Linked DNA regions of Mus musculus: region 1 is linked to region 2. Evidence: chromatin contacts called from public capture Hi-C data. All regions are on one chromosome and are shown on one strand. The core of a region is the stretch at or near the end of the contact, and the rest is flanking DNA. Distances in the headings are between cores, read along the strand shown.

The links. Capture Hi-C pulls out chosen DNA fragments and counts their contacts.
Region 1: a contact with region 2 is called in a capture Hi-C map of embryonic stem cells, with 2.3 times the contacts expected there. The contact joins two enhancer-like sites. A contact is called at or near these places in 1 of 39 promoter capture datasets (hippocampal neurons), 1 of 15 datasets of contacts at CTCF or cohesin (large pre-B cells), 14 of 484 Hi-C or Micro-C datasets (B cells, CD8 T cells, the HL-1 cell line and 11 more), 4 of 115 datasets of contacts at active chromatin or transcription factors (Th17 cells, embryonic basal ganglia, fibro-adipogenic progenitors and 1 more) and 1 of 9 other capture datasets (embryonic stem cells).

The regions. Positions count from the first base shown.
Region 1 is chr5:148,791,278-148,797,986 of GRCm38.p6, forward strand. It overlaps Gm36405 (a long non-coding RNA gene), which reads right to left. Exons shown (of 3, transcript XR_377235.2): 3 at 3,040-3,524. Among named protein-coding and RNA genes, the nearest start is that of Gm36405, 15 kb to the right of the region's middle. Within about 2 kb of position 1,719, at least 23 of the 459 cell types and tissues checked have an H3K27ac peak or open chromatin away from gene starts, as enhancers often do. A contact at or near this core is called in bone marrow-derived macrophages and embryonic stem cells, where this site is marked.
Region 2 is chr5:148,506,026-148,512,229 of GRCm38.p6, forward strand. Ubl3 (ubiquitin-like 3) reads right to left here. Exons shown (of 5, transcript NM_011908.2): 2 at 5,869-5,977; 3 at 3,244-3,330; 4 at 421-498; 5 at 1-162. The coding sequence ends at 110. Among named protein-coding and RNA genes, the nearest start is that of Ubl3, 44 kb to the right of the region's middle. Within about 2 kb of position 3,381, at least 116 of the 459 cell types and tissues checked have an H3K27ac peak or open chromatin away from gene starts, as enhancers often do. A contact at or near this core is called in bone marrow-derived macrophages and embryonic stem cells, where this site is marked.

The sequences.
Region 1 (6,709 bases), core at 469-2,968, 280 kb after region 2:
GAACTCTAGCCAAGTGGTGCTGGTTTCTGTCTGACCCAGTCTTTCTGGGCCTTGCTAGCTAAGCACCAGGATAGCACAAATCAACCAAAGGCTGCTGTCTGGGCTGTTTTGAGAAACTTCCCTCTGCAGGAAATAGTCATGGTACTCACTCCGTGACAGGAGAATGGAATTCCTGGGCATTGGTGGGGACATGAATTGAATGGCCATGGGGCGAAACTGTACAATGGACCCACAGTCTATAGATCGTGCCATTCATGCAACACTGGCTGCCTTGAGGGATGGAGGGCATACTTTCTCATCTTGCAACAATGAGTACCAGGATGTCTCTGCCTCCGGGAGTCGAGATTGCTCTCGGTGGCTCTCACCACTCAGGCACCTGGGCAGCATCTGTCCAGGCTGAATGAGGTGGGGTCTGTCCTTCCAGACACCTCAACCTGCCTGCTGACTCTAAGCTTCCAGAAACTTCCAGCCTGCTCCTTGCTGGGATGAACAGCTCAAGTCCAGAGTCTTAGAGTAATTGTATTCGCCAGGCTTCTGAACTGCTGACACGGAGTAGGAAGGACCCAGTGTCCAGCTACCAAAGGAGCAAAGGACACTCAGAGGCTGCTCCCGGCCCCCAGCAGAGCCCCTGTTAAATGTTTGCTCTCCCTGGCCTTGATGTACCTCCATATAAACAACAGCTGGACTCGGGCAGCTTCTGTTTTGCAGGTGGAAGGAGTCGGCAAGATGGAAAAGAGGAAGCAACAGGCTAGTATACGCCAGGAAACACAGCACATAACACTCATAAGGGCCTGGGGTTCTGGCAGTCTGGCCTCTGCGTCTGTAGTCAGGACCGCAGCGTTGACTAGCACGGTTGTGACAATCTTCTGTGATGCTTTGGTGCTTCGGCATAAAGGCACCCATTAACCTGCCCATTAATACAAAAATTAGCATAAGTGAAGGAAGACATTGGACCAAGGACCTAGTCTGTGACGCTCACTCTGATGATTACAGAGGCTTGTACAGAGAAGTTAACAGGTTTCAGATGTCACTTGGCTTATAGTCATTGTTAGAGAAGATCCTCATTAACAAGGTGGATATGAATTCTCACTTAAAAGAAGAGAAATGGAGGCACAAAGAGGGTTTTCTGGTTCTGTGACTCAATCAAAACCTTGCAGGAAGAGCTAACACCTCTAAGGGTTGACTGGAGAGAAATTAATAAAGATGTTTCCAGAAGTTTACAGAGATAGACAGAGGCAAACCAACCCCTGGGTGTCCATGCAGGAAGCTGCTTCCTACTGAAACCTCAAGGGGCAGGTACAGAAGGCGATGCTAAAACCCAGAAAGGGTTCCTAGTAGAGCTGGGGGTGGGGTGCTCCTGGTGGGAGCTGGGGGCCCAAAGGGACCTGCTCTTACCATCAGGAGGAAAGGGGAACCAGAGGAATAAACAAACACTGCGACTCTTCCTCCACGTAGCTGAGGTGGAAACAAGATGTCAAGGGAAACAAAACCAGTTCTCCGTGCATGGAAGGAGAAAGCCAGAGAACAACCGTCAGGGGAGGAACGATTGGAGACTGCCCAATTTGTGTGGTGACACCTGCAGCTTGGGCAGGGAATCAGTGAAGGATGCAACTTTTTTTTTCAATGGACAAAGAAAACGGAGGGAGGAGCTGTTGACGAAGAGCACGCCCAAACTTGACTGCAGATCCAGCTGACCAGTTCCGGACAGCGCTTAAAGATGCAAATCAGCTACAGACCTAACCTCACTTCACCCAGCAAGCTGGGCAGAGGCAAATATCTGGGTCAAACAATAGCCTAGAAAATAAGTAGATAAGAATCTAAACAGGTCGTTTCTGCTGCAAGATCCTGACATTGCAAAGCTCCAACCCTAAAGCTTCAATCAACAAGGACTGAATACATGTTGAATGAATACATTCTTCATTCAAACCAAATCCAGAGCCTGATGCATTTTGCCTGCTCCTTGCCGCTACTTAGGGCGCCACCTCGTGCCCATTTGCCTGTACTACACCCTCCCGCTTAAACCTTCACTTGGAAAGGTTTGTTGATAGAGGAGAGAAAAATTGGCTTCCAAGACAGACATTTTTCTAAAGCGGCTGATTTATAAAGTGGATTTCACACATTATTTTTCTTGAACAAAACTCCAAACACATGACTTAAAAACAATTACTTAAGGCAGTGTACCTAGTGTTTGGATATTTCTGTTCAACAACTGCTTTTAGAAAAAATGTTTACAGAAATTGGTTCGTTTGCATAGGAGATAAAGATAGCCTGCACGTCTTGCAGAATGTGACCTCATATACCTAAAACTTATTTAGGCCTCTGTTAGGGACTGAATGGTATCACATTCCCCCACCAAGATTCACTAGTGCTTCCAAACGAACATAACTCTGAGATGAGGCCCGTAAAGAGATTAAGTCCAAACACACCTTTTAGGGTGTCCCTATCCAATGTTAACGATGTGTTTATGGGTATTTTATTACAAACACGTAGGCACAAAGGGAGATGAACACGATGAGAAGCCATGAACGGGCTTAGGAGAAAGCAGGCTGCCTCTACATCCATCTCCATCTCCAGTCTTGTGGGAAGGAGCAGGCTAGAGGAAGCGGGCAATCTGCGGCAGCCTAGGTAGCATAATCTAGCTCTGATTTCTCTCCTAGGCAAGGTGTGCGAAGACACAGGAGACCCTGTCTCGGTGGAGGGAGTTGAGCTGCCACTAAGTAGGCTCTTGCCAGAGATTTTGGCCTCTGTGAAAAAAGAGTGGTCCAGCGAATTGGGAATGAAATGCCTTTGGGGAGTAGGGGGGTCCCTAGCACAATGACTGGCTTGCAGCACCTACTTCATGCTCTAGGATCAGCCTTAGCAAGAGTGTGGGCACAATGGTACCAGATTTCCCACAAGGAAACCTGTTCAGACCCCCTCTGGACCTTATGTAGAGAAAAGGGAAGCTGGTTACTGAGTGTCAGTAGAAAGCGCCCCCCCCCCTGCCCGCAATCTGTGGAGAGCTGAGAGACTTGCTTCCAGACAAGCGCCTTGAGGATGATGGCTTTATTGAGGGCACACACACAGTAACCTGGGGTTAGAAACATCGAGGAAGGAAAGATAGGTGGACTGAAGCAAACAAGCAAGGGAGGGAGGCAGGAAGTGTGCAGGGCCTTAGGACTGGACATGGGAAGGCCTCTGGAGCAGGCAGCCTCCCTGGAACCACAGCTCAGCTCAGCTGCTTCCAAGATCGATGCCTGGGCAGGGCCATTTCCTCATCCGGCGGCAGGCGGCTGGCGGCAGGTGGCGGACGGCGGGGCCATTAGTGACTCTGTGACCCACTCGCCGCCTGCCCATCAAGGCCCTCCTGAGCCATGGTCACCTGCTGTCCTGCTGCACTCCAGGTCTGCAGAGTCCAGGTGAGAACAAGGGCGCCCCCTGGCGGACGTCACTTCCCTGCCGTTTTCCCGGATGTTAGGGCTGTCCAAGGTCTTTCCTTGTTTTGAGCCAGGAGAGTTGAGGGTTTTGCCACTGGGTGCAGCCATCTTGGTGGCCAGGTTCATGCAGAGCAAAAAGGGAAAGAGAGAAGAAGCAATAAAACTTACTGAGAAGGGCAGGCCGACAGAGTTCCACCGGGCACAGATGGAACCACGTTGGCTCTGTCCTGGAACCCTGCTTTCCGCGTCAGGAAATGAATGAGCTACAGTTGCAAGCAGTTTCTTTACATATGTTGGATAAGTGATGCTGCACTTCACAGAGGTTTTGGAATGCTAGAAGTTGGAGGAAAAAAAAAAGTTAAATTCAGACAGCTAGCCTAGTTCATTTTCTGTTGCTGTGATAAACACTGCAACCAAAAGTAACTTGGAGAGAAAAGGGGTTATTTTGGCTTACGGGTTGCTGTCCATCACTGAGGAGAGCCGAGGCAGAAACTAAAGCAGAGAGGTAGGCTGCTCTCTGGCGTGTTCCCCAGGCTGGCTCACCTTCTTTCTTATATAGCCTAGACTCACCTGCCCAGGGATGGTTGGACCCTCCTACACCAATCAGCAATAAGACTATTCCCCAAAGACGTGTCCACGGGCCAATCTGATGGAGGCAAGTCTCCAAGTGAGGAGTCCTCTGCCCTGATGTATCAAGTGATGCCTAACACCATGACATCAGAGTAAAACATTAATCTGGAGTGACATCTATTCAGGCCTAGCAGAGCCCAGGCTGGCATTCTATTTTCTGAATAAAATATAGAACGGTGGGAAACCCCTGAGAATTTCAGCCACCCCAATAGGGTGGCAAGGACTTCATTGCCCTAAAACTTCCTCTCACGGATATGCAGGCTGCCCAATGGAATCTTTCAGAAGGTGAAGCAATACAAGGAAAGTCTGAGTCTAAGAAAATGAATGTCAGGGATGGCTTTCAAGTGCTGGGGAATGAACCCATAGCCTTGGGCATAGTAAGCAAGTCCTCTAGCCTTGGGCTATGTGAGTGGCCATTGGCAGATGTATCTTTTTATAGAGAAAATCAGATAAAATGAGGTGTGTCCCTCTGGCACTGGGGTCTGGCACCTCGGGAAAACCAGAAAGTGTGGAGCGTCTTAGGTACACAGCAGGGAAGCAGCCCCTTTGCCAGTACTTGGCAAAATAGACTGTGCCGTGCAAACCTCCTCCATCTCCCTGCTGAGAAGGACCAAAGAGCTAAGTCTGGAGGGAGCCATGCCTCCTTCAGGTAAGTGACACTTCAGATAAGAAAGGTGCCCAGGGAACCCCGAAAGGACAGACGGATGGAGGACAAATTCTTTAAAATTATGTGATGTGGATGAAAATAACACATACTGCAAGTTAGCCCTCATGTTAACCCTGCCCGAGGTTGCTCATGCCACTAATCTGAGAGGCCCCTGGGCTAACCAGAGGATGGACAACAAAGGAAGAAACAGTGGTGCCTTTTGACCCACAAACCTGTGATAAATGACATTTTGAAAAAAAAAAATCCAACCGAATCTCATAACAAAGCCAGCCAGCGGCTCTCTGGTGTCAGCAGATATGAAACACCTGTTGTGGTCAAACTTAGCTTTGTTTGCTGAGGCCTCAATGGGGCTGGATTTTTGTAGCAGTTGTTTTTCAAAGCGGGGGTGGGGGGTGGGGGGGAGACTCCTAGGCTGGCCTCATCAGCACAGGCAGCAGCTTGTGAGACCCACAGATTCTCACTATCTGTCAGTGTACCCCCTCAAACTCTGCACAGAGGGAGGGCAACCTACTCCAGCAAGCCGCTCCAGCTTATGGATTCCAGTGCGCTCTCCAGTTCAAAATAAGCCATTTTAATTCCCTGCGTTTCGATGACTTTCTGTCAGGATAGATTCCAAAGCAAGGGGGTTTAAATTGGATTTGGATCACAGGAAATAAGGTTTGATGGATGCTAAGTCACTAATTGCCATCCTTACACAGTAAAAACAGTGCACCATCGAGAGTCCAGGACAAAGAGACAGAAAAGCTGAAACTGGAAGAGAAAGACAGGTTTTCCCTTGGCACCCCGGCAGGGATTTCTGGTGATGTGCCACAGGACCCTGCTCTCAGTCAGGCCTGTGAAACATCTCTTTCACTAGTAAAATTAAGCTCACCCATTTTAAAATGGACAGATTTGTTCATTAGTGCACACTACCAATTTTCTGATTGGCTGATCTAACTAAGATGCTATTGGCATCAGTGGAGCAGTGGTTAGAAGCTAACGGTGTGTCATTCATCCATCCATCGGGATCAGATACATAGTCAGGGCCAAGCAACCAAGGGCCCTCAGGCAAATTACTTAGGGTCTGTGAAAGGCAAAGGGTTGGGGGGTGGAATAGGTTGAAAACTGTCCCTCTCCCCAAATGGCCAGCTCCTAACTTCTGTGCTCTCTGAATTGTCCGGGCTCAGAATATACCTCAAACCAAGGTGCCTTGGATGCAAAGAAAACAGAAGATACCAAAAATCTGTACCTGACCCTGGCCCACTTTTCTGTGGGTGTGCTGCTCACTGGGGCTGTCTGAACAACCTTTCATCAAAGAACTCCTGGCTGTCCAGCCCAGCCTGGGGTTACAAGCCATTGCCACTGTGGCAGCCATGAGGCAGTAGTATCTTCAGTTAATGGGGATGGGGTGGGGGTAGGGATGACCATCCTGGTTTCCGCAGGGGCTACACTGGAATATACAACCTACCCACGGTAATCAGGTTCCTTTCCCCTCTGTCCTCAACAGCACTGCTGTTTGTTTTCATGAGAACTTTTTTTCCCCCCTGGCTGGTGACATAGAAAATCGTTTCTGAAGGTTCACATGTCCTGCAGACATCATTTTGCTTGTCTCTTGCCAATCATGCCTTGCTGTGGTGACATCATCCATGGCCCTGCCCATGGACAAGAGGACGGGCACAGGAGATTAAGTTTTAAGACTTAGATGGTGAGGAGATGCCAGTAGATCCTAAATGCGACCTCCCACACTAAGTGGTGGCCCGCAGAATCGCAGACCTGAGGATGTTTGATGACACTGCGCTCTTAAGTCACAAGCCAGAGGATGCAGCTGTCGCCGGAAACTGGAAGAGGCAGAAACAGATTGTCCCCTGGAGTCTCTGGAGGCAGCACAGGCTTGGGGACACCTTGATTTTTGTCTCTCATCGCTATAACAAACACAACATAATCAGCTTAAAGAGAAGACAAAGATGGCTTGGCTGCCAGAGTGAGCCGTTCTAGCCTCTGACTGGCTGGTGGGCCT
Region 2 (6,204 bases), core at 2,131-4,630:
GTGATTCAGTCCCACGGATGTGCTGGCGACTGTCCTACAGGTGTTGGAAGCTGCTGAGTCTCCTCTGTCCCCGCAGTGCCAACAAACTGCCACATCTGTGCTGGCGACGCTACAGGATCACACAGCAGTTGCTCTCACCAGTTTTCTCCCGATTTCTCTGACCTGGGGAAACAGGGCCAGCCTGGGTTAGCCAAGCTGTGCCTGGGCAAAAGGCAGGCATAGTCAAACTGCCTGAGTTTTGCTCAAAGCTTGTTTTAAGGAATCATTTAATTTTTGGCATTTTTCAAAAACGGTCTGATTACTTGCTCTCCAGGCTTAATTCATAAACTCTGAAATTCCCTGTTCATCCAAATGTCCAAGTGGAAGCAGGCATGAGTGCCTATCTCGATGGCTCAAGTGAGGTGTCCTCCGGGGGCTTACCTTGTGAGTTGGGCTCTGGCAGGGTCTCTCTGGCCACCAAATGCATCACTGTTGTTTTGCCAAAAGGAAGTTTTAATGCTATAGAAAAAGAAGAGACGATCTGTTATACACACATCGTTCCGTAAGCTCACTAGCCAGGCTGAAGTGCCTCTGAATGGATCCCGACTGTGGCTCCTGCACGGAGAGACACTCCCTCACCTGAGGGAAGGGTACGGCTACAAGTGACTCTCTGGCTCTGCCATTGGCTGCACTTAGAAATCTGTCTTGTCTGAGAGAACGCAGTGTTACCTCGCTATGACCGCACTGGCCCCAAACCTGCTCTGCTGCCCAGCTTTTCAGGCCATGCTCTATGCAACCTACAGATGCTGGTTGTCAGTGGCGCCACGACTAACCCACAGGTACACTGAGTGCCAGGCAGCACCAGATGCTGCCAACTAGCAGGTGAGGCTGGCATGTCTCGTCTGCACCCAACTCAGCGCACGGCGGCAGCAGAAGGTGGAGGAGAAGCCGGAGACTGGGATATTCCTGCAGCATCCAGAAGACAGGATTTCAACTTTTCCTGTCCACATGACCACCACCTGGGTTTGAGCTCAGAAGCCACCCTGGTGGGAGAAGAGCTGTGCAGAACCCTGCATTTTAGAGGAGTATCAAGTGGGAGCTGGCCCGGTAACTCAGAGGCGAAGTGCACAGCAAGTGCAGGACTCGGGATGCACATCTAGCCATACAAAGGTAAACATGGGCCCTGAGAGTGAAGGGGTGCCCCAGGCGAAGCCGCACTCTCTGGACCACACCTGGAGCACTCCCTGGGCCTCCTTTAGCAGAATGAAATTCCACGAGATTAACACGGTTGTATGTCAAAAGGGGGGACCCAGGAATGTCCAAGGAGACCTAATGACCAAAATTTTAAACCTGAAACTGACCGAACAATAATGGCAGGTGGAATAAATGGGCCTGCAGTCCTGACTTCTCAAGAGGCTGAGGCAGGAGGATTGTTGGAGTTGAATGGTGTTAAGCCAAGTGGCACAACCCACAGTGAGACCAGGTATTAAGGTGGGTGGGGAGAAGAGCAAAGGATGAATAGGCCCAGGCTGCCTACTGTGTCTGCCCAGTGGTTGAAGGCTATCCACAGCCTGTACCTCACTACCTTCCCCTCCGCCACTGCTTGAACATTGCCTTCCACAAGGACATCATTTGTTTCCATGCTGGGCCATTCTTTTATAAGCTGGTGAGATGACTCAGCAGGCAAAGGCTACCTCAGGAAGAAGCCTGATGCCTGAGTTTGATCCTGAACCCCAGGGAAAGCTGGAGAAGAACTGACTACAAAGCTGCCCTCTGTCCTCCATACCTGGGCCTTGTTCCTCGTAGTAATAAAATAGAAATATTAAAATATTGTTGTCAAATATTTTTATTCTATTAAAAACAAAACAAACAACAACAACAAAACAAAACAACAAAACAAAACCCACTGTCTGCCTTTATTTGTAGCTGCAGGCCGTAAATCTACTTGATAGGCTACTGAGCGAGCCCATAGCTCTTCCACAGCCACCATGCACATACTGGAAGGCAGCTGCCATTGCTGTATGCTGCCTCCGAAACACTCCTAACCAAAAAGGAAACCTGCAGTCCAGAAGGCAGACAGCGGAATGTTAGCAGGGTAGCCTAACCTAGCATCCAGCAGCACTGGCCAAGCAAGGGCCACTGGCCCCCACACTACCTGTCTGAGTCATGAGAGCTGGAAGTCCTTTAATTTACTTCCAAAAGAGACTGGCAGCTACACAATTGTCTAGAGATGAGTCATTTTACTGATTATTCTAAAATTTTAATGAGAATGAAGCATCTTGATCTTAACAAAGATTCTGTGACCTTTAACCTGACACTGAAACCGAGGGGCTGGTGGGAATTGCTCAACAGACCGGTGTTCCAAGGGGCAGCAGACTCACTCTCAGAGTCAAGAGAGGAAACCCAGCCAACACTTATTAGCTTGGTTTCTTCTTTTCTTTATTAATTTTAATTCAAGATCTTGTTTGAACCATTAAAAAAAATGGCCCCATGATTAATATATGCACAAACCAGCCAGGGGCTAACAGTCAACTCTCCTCACAGTGACAGAGGGTTGGTCTAATTAGGCAAAACTACAAACAAATTCTACCTTTAAGTGGCAATTATTTCTTGTATTTCTACAAACTACAGCAGTTTTCAGAGCAAACATAACACTGAAACAAACCAGCTCCATGTGAGCCCAGGCTCTGCAGCAGCCCACTAGGACCACACTGCTGGTCACTGAGGTCACCAGCTCTAACCCACAAGTCTTTCCATAGTGGACTCTGTTGTCCCATGCAAGCCCAGAGCAACCTGAAGGAGGATCTGGTCACATTCAATCCGCCTACTCAAGTTTATTGGTGCTGACACATGAACTGCTCAGTGACTACACAGTAACCGACCTACCTACCCAGGGAAGAACAGACTGCAGACCTCACCATTAGACGACCAGACTGAAGCACGATGGCGTGTCCACAGCAGTATTTACTTGGTCCCCACACAATGAGCACTTACTGAGTCCACTGAAAAAGCCCTCTTTTTACAAATGAAAACCTGCAGTCATAAACGTGCCAAGTCTGTGGGATGGATTTTGATGTAAAAGTAGCACACCCACCATACCACCCAGCAGCGCAGGGAACCCATCTGTAACCTGGCAGGCGGAGCCGTCTCCAGGGAGAAGCACACCCAGAGCTGGGGACCTCAGGGTCTCAAGTCACCTTTTTTTAGAAACCACTGTCATTTAAAATAAACAGAGGAATAATGCTGGCAAAGGACATTAATTACCTCCTAGGGTGACGTTTCCATGTAGAAATCTGCCTTGATAAATGAGTCGAAGAATGTTTGGGCTGCTGACCTGCTCTTCTTCCCAGTCTGAAAAAAGGAGAACTGGTTAGGCTCGGGCCCACACAACAGCACTTCTGTACACTCTGTAGAGGCTACCAGGAAGGGTGTGGCCCAGAGTCCCCACCCAAGCACTGCAGCCCTGGCTCCTTCCACCTTCCTCAAGTAGCAACAAAGAGCTGCAGAAGACTGTTTGTCCCTCAAGAGATCAGAGAGTGCCAAGCTGCAGGCTGAAGTTAAGGAAAACACCGAGCCAGAAGTCTAGCCTTGGTAAAGGGAATCTACCATTTGAAAATCAATTTCCATTATCAGTAATTAATGGACACTATAATGTTCCAGTGCTTGTACTGTTCAAATGTGTGCTCAAGGGTAGCAACAAGTTCCTCAAAGACTTCCTTAGGTGCCTGGGCTACATTGCTGTGCTGTTTTTCAGAGGCCAACTGGCAAACATTTCATGGCATTTGAGGCACACGGCTACCAGCTGGAGTATGGGCAGCACAGCAGCTCCTGCAGAAGCCCCGTCTGAGAACAGAGACTGCTGTTTGGACAGAGGGCGCTTTCCTTGGTAGCTCCCATCAGCTTCTTGCTGCAACAACGGAAGCTCTGGGTTCAGTGTGATCTGAAGACTTCCTGCTCACCATTCTAGTAGCTCCTACTCTCAGTAGGAGACGACAGACAAAGTAGTCCAGAAGACTGAGTGATGGAAGAGAAGAGAAGAAAGCCTGTCCTTGGTTGGTTCTGTTTCGTTGAGTGTTCAAAACAATGTATGTGCATGCACCTGATTTATCCGGTCTCAGGAACTCAAGTGAGAGAGGAACTCCCCAGGCCTGTCCCTTCCCGGGGAGTCTTACTGTACTCTTTCCTAGATAAAGATCAGGGGAGCTACTCTGCTTCAGCAAAAATTACTTTGCATGCACTGCCCTTAAAACCATCATTTATATAATTTATAGAATATGTCTGGCCAAACATTCCTTTGCTATAAACACAAGTGACAGTAACTTTAATCCATATAGAAGAGAGGTTAGGACTCTAAGGGGGATTTAAGGCCTGATAAAGCATAGTGAAGCCATGCCTTTCCATTATCTTTCACGGCCTCATGAGATGTGCCCTTCTCCTCTCTAGGCCCCAGAGGGACATGTACAGAACACGGCTTAGGAGGACTCTGGTGTCACTGATGTGATTAGCAGACCAGACAGCCAAGGAGTCCACCTGCCAGCCTGCTCCTTCCTCAGGGCAGGGCACCCAAAGACTTTTCTTCTACTGCTCCAGAATTTACTATTTTTTTCTTACAAGATCCAACAAATACATTTACTGGCTTTTAGTGCAAGATATTATAGTGGTTTAGACCTAGAATATTAATTTAAGTACTTTGTATAAAAGGAGCCCTTTTATGCACTCTAGTATATGCTGAGTAGATCTGGCAAACTCAGGAAAGAGGGACTTAAAGAAGGACTTTTCAAAGCGAGTAACATCTAGCTGATGTGATCAATTTCCAGAACAGGCGGGAGCCTCTTCACCTGCAGTATGTACCATTGGTGCCTCTCCCGTTATCATTACCTGGATTGTTTTAAGGAACTAAAGTAACTTTAAAAGTTCAAATTGCGCCGGGTGGTGGTGGCGCATGCCTTTAATCCCAGCACTTGGGAGGCAGAGGCAGGTGGATTTCTGAGTTCGAGGCCAGCCTGGTCTACAAAGTGAGTTCCAGGACAGTCAGGGCTATACAGAGAAACCCTGTCTCAGGAAAAAGAAAAAAAAAGTTCAAATTGCTTTTGCTAAACATATTATATAGATCTGGCATGGTGGCACATGCTTATAATCTCAGGTTGAGAGAGGAATTCTCCTAATTTGATTTGCCTGATTTGAGAGCAGCCCAAGTAATTTAGTAAGACATTGTCAAAAAATAAATAAAAAACTGGAGCTAGGGACACAGCTTCGTAATGGAGAGCTTTCCTGGCATGCACAAGGCCCTGGCTTCAACCCTCTGCATTGGAAAAAGTTAAAGAGATGGGCTACAGCAGTGTTACCCAGGGGCACATGCCATGGAAACTGTTAGGGGCACACTCTGGAAGCTCAAAGGGAAAACTCAGGACTCCCTCAAGAATCTCACTAGATAGGGAGGCAGCAGAGAAGGGAGGAGCTACCGCATACACTCCCCCAGAGAGCTCACAGTGGTGCAGTAAAAACAGAACTCATGAAGACTTTACTCTTCCTGGCCCTTCTTCGCAGAATGCATGCAGTAAGAACTAACTGCAGGTCAAGTCTGTCTCAAGCTTCATTTCCAATCAGCTATGCACAGAGGAGCCCACAGCGCCTGCTGCCTCTGAGAAGGTTGGCTCTTTCCTTCTGGGTTCACTGACATGGGAGTGGATGTGCACTGAGTACACTCTACCTGCACTAAGGCAAACATGGCCTCTGGATCTCCTGCTCCTTCGATGCTCTGTGGTGAGAAAGGCAAAATCTAGGCAGTGACACAGCAAGCCCAAGTCAAGCACGGGTCTCATGCCCTCTGTACTTTCTCAAAATGTGTGAAACAAGTCAGGGACAAAGAGTCAAGCAGCCGGTACTCACCCATGGGCCAGTTGTCATACACGTGCTTTGCGATGTCAGAGGCAGAGTCGTTTGGGGAGAAGAGGAACTCTTTCGTCTTCCCACTCACCAAGATGAGGCGCAAATTAATCTGGAAGTAGACATGGACACTCTGAATAAATCTCAGCCTGAAAACAGTATGACTGCACAGACTCCACTTACGCCACACTCTGAGTTGCCGCCAGTGCCATTTGGGGTTTTCAGCTAAAATTTTAATTGTTATCTAAGTCATCAGGCAGAGTGAGTATTTATATTGTTTTCTTATTCAGCCTCCAGCTGAAATGCCCCCGCCCGGCCCCACCCACTGCCTTTCCCAGA